Linked DNA regions of Gossypium hirsutum: region 1 is linked to region 2. A link is a contact called in public Hi-C data. All regions are on one chromosome and are shown on one strand. The core of a region is the stretch at or near the end of the contact, and the rest is flanking DNA. Distances in the headings are between cores, read along the strand shown. Region 1 holds the start of LOC107913654 (E3 ubiquitin-protein ligase MIEL1). Region 2 holds the start of LOC107913651 (divinyl chlorophyllide a 8-vinyl-reductase, chloroplastic).

Evidence for each region. Hi-C and Micro-C count contacts between places; a contact is called where the count stands out from the background.
Region 1: a Hi-C map of leaf shows a contact between it and region 2, with 3 times the contacts expected there. The contact joins the promoter of LOC107913654 here to the promoter of LOC107913651 in region 2. A contact is called at or near these places in 2 of 34 Hi-C or Micro-C datasets (both in leaf).

Annotation. Positions count from the first base shown.
Region 1 is chrD10:48,601,799-48,604,871 of Gossypium_hirsutum_v2.1, forward strand. It overlaps LOC107913654 (E3 ubiquitin-protein ligase MIEL1), which reads right to left and starts at 1,416. Exons shown (of 12, transcript XM_016842305.2): 1 at 1,066-1,416; 2 at 883-970; 3 at 684-740; 4 at 538-570; 5 at 365-442; 6 at 211-254; 7 at 75-115. The coding sequence starts at 1,118.
Region 2 is chrD10:48,465,688-48,468,623 of Gossypium_hirsutum_v2.1, forward strand. It overlaps LOC107913651 (divinyl chlorophyllide a 8-vinyl-reductase, chloroplastic), which reads left to right and starts at 1,639. Exons shown (of 1, transcript XM_016842302.2): 1 at 1,639-2,936. The coding sequence starts at 1,824. LOC107913648 reads right to left here and starts at 1,378. Exons shown (of 4, transcript XM_016842298.2): 1 at 1,151-1,378; 2 at 920-1,057; 3 at 455-703; 4 at 1-229. The coding sequence starts at 1,222.

The DNA of each region.
Region 1 (3,073 bases), core at 166-2,665, 140 kb after region 2:
TGGGATTGAATCTAAGAACTTAGAACCAAGCATGATAAGGTAAGAAATGGGATATAAAGGTGTTAAGTACATACCGCACTTTTTGCAATGAAAAAAGTTATCACGACCTCCGACTCTGTATCAAAAATCATTCGATTAAGTCTCATAGCTTGAATTCAAGCAATCAAGATGAAAATAATAGCCATATATGCTTAAAACTTGGTAAATAACCTGCAGATCCCACAATCATGGCAATGAAAGTGCTCCTTCTCGGTCTGCATCAGATGTAACCGAACAGTAAACATTAATGGAAAGAAATAAACATTATATAGTAAAACACACAAGGATCAAACGCCTATCCATTCCTTATATCTTAAGTACTTACATCATCATCAAAGAACATGCAAATTGCACAGAAATATTCTCCCATGTTGACACCACAATTTGAACAAAGTAGAGCGACCTACGCAACATAAAAAACCAACACCAAAAGTGAAAACATAAACCAAAGAAAAGGGTCCATTTGTGTCTTAAAAGATACAAATCTGAAACACAAACCGGCTGCTCTGTGTCACAAACCGAACAAATAACCTACACAGAAACAAATTGGCACGAAAAGCACATATCATTAACATGATTAACTTGAAAAGAGAAAGACAATAAATTGAAAGAAAAGAAAAACACAGCGATTTTCAATTTCGTACTTGTTTAACGTCTTGGCGAACAATCTCGTGCCTGTCCATGGGGTTCTTTAACATGCTCTGAAGAACCAATAAGTGAATCCAAATACAATGAATACGCAGAACAAGAAATTGCATAAACAGTCAGAAACGAGGGAACTTTCAGCTTAAAACATAGAAAAAAAAAGGGGGGGGATGCAGAAAAAATGACGAAAACGAATACCGAAGCCTCATTGTGGCAATGGCGACACCAAAAAACCTCGTTGCAACAGGGAGCTCGAATCTTACATCTCCTCCTATAATGTTGGCATCTATAAAAAGCAAAAACAAACAAACCCAATGAATCATTGATGGAAAAGACCCAAAAAAAAAAAACAAAAAAGGGATAAGAAGAAAGAAGAGATACCCATATCCCATCTTCCCAAAATGAAGGCGTTCATTGGCTGAAGAGGCCTCCATCTCCAGGAGAATTGGAAGACAAATTTTGTTCTTTTCTTCTCGGATTATCCAGAGGAAACCCAGAAAGAAGAGGGGGTTTCCTGAATTGGAAGATGGGATCTAAATTTTCTTGGATTGTCGTGGATTCTTAAATGAAGAGAAAAGAATGCCAACCCCCGCCTTCAAAGGGGCACTCGTTTATATAAATATATAAAAATATATATATTTAATATAACAATAGCTATCTTACATTAAAAGGCAATAGTAATTATTGAATAATAGAAATAATGAGATTCTGTTGGGAGAGAGAGACAGAGAAAGGATAAGGTGGGGGGAGTGCCTGCCAGTGATGACTTTAAGAGAAAGGGACCAGTCGCCGCAGTGTCAGCGAATCGTGTTTCAGTCCGTAATTTTTCTTTTGGGGGGCATTTTAACAAACATGTGCAAGCGCTTTTTGTTTCCATTCAACTTGAAGCTGAATCCAAAAATTGTTCTTCCTTCATATCAATTGATTAAACTTAAAACCTGAATTATGGTTTTCCTTATTGCATTATCCAAAGAAAAACATGAATAACAGGTTGAGTATTTTTCAGAAAAAAAAATCTAGATTCAAAGGTTAGAGATGATATCATTGAGAGGTATGAATAGAAACATAGAGACTAGAATAAAAAATTTAAATTCTACTAAATTAAAATACATTGATTACATTTTCAATTTAATTTGCGATTTAACTTTTCTTATTTATATAATATTATTACTATCATTAATCTCATATTTTAGTTTATTAAGTTAAAAAAAGGAATCTTTTAGTGATAAATTAATGAAAAATTAAAAAAAATTGATAAATATAATTTCCTTTTTAAGTGACAAAAAACTTTTGAGTTTTGGATTTACATTAAAAATTACGTCGCTCGACTAATGAACTTTTAAATGTATTTAAATTTAGGCATAATAATAATTAAATAGAATAAACCCTAAAGTAAAATTAGTTTAATTCAAATTTTGTTTATTTTAACACATTATTTATGAGCGGTAGAGTTCATGTTGATGGTCACAAAACACAATAATAATTATTATTACAAATTTTATTATATTCGTATGCACGTAGAAACTAATGATGATTTAGAATATAGTTGTATGTTTAAAAATAATATCTAATAAATAATGAAACGTATGATTTAAAATTAATTAATTATAATAACATATAAAATATGTACGATATTAAAATAAAAAAATTAGATTAAATTGTGAGTAAAATAAAAAAAACTAAAATGCCTTTAGATAATATAACTTATTTTAATATAAAATGATATTTTTGTAATTTCTCTAACAGTGTTGGTGCTCGGTTGCCTCATAAGACCAACCCAATACGAGATTTTATTAATATAGTATAGATAAATGATAGAGATAATGAATTGTGTATATTAAAATAAAAATGTATAAAATAGATCAAAATAAAGCTTTGTTTAAGTAATAAATTTAATATTTTATCAATCTAATTAGCGTGGGTTCAAATGCCGATCATATGCATTTTCTTTATTAAAAATAAAAACATTAAAGTACCATAGAATAATATAACATATTTTAATTATGAAAAAATATTTTTGTAATTTTCTTAACAAGCTTTCCGTAATTTCCCTAATTGAGTTAGTGCCCAATCACTTAAATAATAGTATAGATAGAGACAACGGATGAAGGTAATAAAATGTGCATGTTAAAATAACAAAATAAAGTTTTGGTTGAGTGATAAATTTAAGATTGTACTAACTCAATCGGTGTGAGTTTAAATATCTTTATATGCATATTTTCATTGATTTTTGTTAAGGAACAATTTTAGCTAAAAAATATTTTGTTAAGTGAGCATAAATGAAAATGTGCCTTGCAGCGATGACAAGACATTAGTTTTGCTTGTTTTCCAACTGACTCATCCGTTCAAGGATTCGATCTGTAAGTATCGAAATTGGAATAAAATCAGA
Region 2 (2,936 bases), core at 389-2,888:
CAATGGATATCTGAACTTGTAAAACCTCATGAATGGCTCCTCGTTGAAGCACCCCCAGGACGTCTTCATCGTCTTTCGACGATGCAAGATCTTCTAGAGAGAGACATCGGAAATGGAATTCATCCCGCATACGGAATCCATAGAACCATCTGCCGAGCTTCCACCATTTGATACAAATTTGGCGGTTTTTAATGTTGCTACTATTGAGCGCTTCCATGACATCCGAAGCCTGCTCGGTATCATTCATAATTTTTTTAGTTCTAACATGTGTAGCATTAACATATCTAGAAATACAGATTCAAAATCTATAGAGAAACCATTATCTAAAAGCAGCCACACTGGTTTAGCTTTCAGCCGCGCTTGTGACCATCTAAGAACACTAATTCCACAATGTAAACAAAACAAGCATACAAGAAAAAAATGCATGAAAAATACATAAAACATGAAAAGTTACCGGCACTTTAAGGATGTTAAGGCAGTAATGAAGTCCAACCAGGTTAAGCAAAACATTCAGCTTTGGTTTGAGCAGCAACATTTGAACATCTTTAAACCCGAACCCCATCAATTTCAGGCATTCAATCGCTTTCAGATAGTCATTGACCTGGATTGATTCGGATTGCAAACATTTTTCTACAAATTTAACAACCGAATCAGCTTGATCCTTCATCTCCTTGTGCTGCTTTATGTAAAATCCCCTCCAACCCTACCATCATTTTTAATTTTTTTTCTCAACAATTTTCATATCAATACAAACAATTGAATTTGCCTAACATATTTAATTACATGTATTTACTTCAACACTAATAGTTTCAACTTGAATGATAAACTGGAAAAGAACTCGAAACACCCATTGCAATTAAGCCAAAACCAACAATTCCAAAGCTAAATTACCATAAATAAAACTTAAAAAAGAAAAAACCTTGAAGTCGGGGTCTTTCAAGACATCTTCATATAAAAGAGGCCATCTTTGTTTAAATAAGGGTTCCCATAAACAATCGGAGCCCCATAAATCCCTCCAGACCCGAGAACAACAACTCAAGCAGGAAAGATCAGTCACCTAAAAACCAGACGACCCGGAAACCATGTTTAGATTCCACCGATACCCAGAAAGAAGAAAAGAAAGGATGGAAATGAAGAGGAAGCAAATTACCTCAAGGGAAGAAGCAATTTTGAGAGCTACATCGTTTGGGATTGAACTGTATGTATAATCAGATTCATTCATGGTTTTGTTTTTTTTTTATCGGCTAAAACTGAAAGATAAAAATTAATGATTGATAATATAATTTTATTTTTCGTATGGGAATTTGTGTTCTTCTTCAAGTGAATATTGAAGTTAAGAATCAGACAGTCTTACCTATTATTGATTCTTGTAATCAACAATATGAATGAAACAGCGTCGTTTCAGCTTTCAACTACAAGATTTGTCCCTGGGCTAATGGTCTTTTTGGGCCTAATATTTATAACACTACATATGCATATATAAAAAGGCCTTTTCAGTTCTTGGCCACAGACAGCCCATTGGACCCAGGGACTAAGAAAGAAAGTTTGAAAAGTTCAGGGGATGAAATTAATATTTATCACTATCTATGGAGAAAATGAGCAATTCTATATAATTCTTTTTCAGCTGGGGCTATCACCAATGTTATCCACCACCAATCTTCATTAGATTTTTCTTTTGGCTGGAGGAACTTTACTGACCATGAAAACCCCCAATCTCGTTCATCATTCACCTCAAATGTTCCCACATTTTCTTTCCCTTTCTCTCTTTAATTTCGAGTGACAAAGACCAGTTTCCCCAGATTTCTCTTCTTAGGTGAAAAAAAATGTCACTTTGTTTATCTTTCAATGCCTTCACTGTTCACTCACCAAAGTCCCAAACTCACAAAACACGTTTCAGTTCTCAGTTCATCAATCAAATCCAGGTAAAACCAGCTCCTTTTACTTCAAAATCAATACCCTTTAATGTAGAAAGGTTTAAACTTGTTAAAGCTTTAGCAACAAAGCCTGTTCAAACAGCTGTATCAGCTTCATTTAGAAACAAGAACCCAAAAGACATCAATGTTTTGGTGGTGGGTTCTACCGGTTATATTGGGAAATTTGTGGTGAAAGAGTTGATCAATAGAGGGTTTAATGTTATAGCCATTGCTAGGGAAAGAAGTGGGATTAGAGGCAAAAACAGCAAGGAAGATACTTTGAGTGATTTAAATGGAGCTAATGTATGTTTCTCTGATGTCACCAATTTAGACATTTTTGAGAAATCTGTGAAAAATTTAGGGTTTCCCATTGATGTTGTTGTCTCTTGTCTTGCTAGCCGTACTGGTGGTGTTAAGGATTCATGGAAAATTGATTATGAAGCTACAAAGAACAGCCTTGTTGCTGGTAAGAACTTCGGGGCTTCACATTTTGTGTTGCTATCTGCCATTTGTGTCCAAAAACCCCTCCTCGAATTCCAGCGAGCTAAGCTGAAATTTGAGGCCGAATTGATGAAAGAAGCCGAAGGAGATGACGGGTTTACTTACAGTATTGTTAGGCCAACTGCATTCTTTAAGAGTTTAGGGGGTCAAGTTGACTTAGTGAAAGATGGAAAGCCTTATGTGATGTTTGGTGATGGCAAATTATGTGCTTGTAAGCCAATTAGTGAACAAGATTTGGCTTCCTTCATTGCAGATTGTGTTTTGAAAGAGGATAAGATTAATCAGATTTTGCCGATAGGCGGTCCTGGGAAGGCATGGACACCATTGGAGCAAGGGGAGATGTTGTTTAAGCTTGTAGGGAAGGAACCAAAGTTCTTGAAAGTGCCTATTGGGATCATGGACTTTGCCATTGGGATTCTCGACTTCCTTGTTAAGATCTTCCCTTCAATGGAAGATGCCGCTGAGTTTGGTAAAATCGGAAGATATTACGCTGCCGAAAGTATGTTGATTTTGGATCCCGAA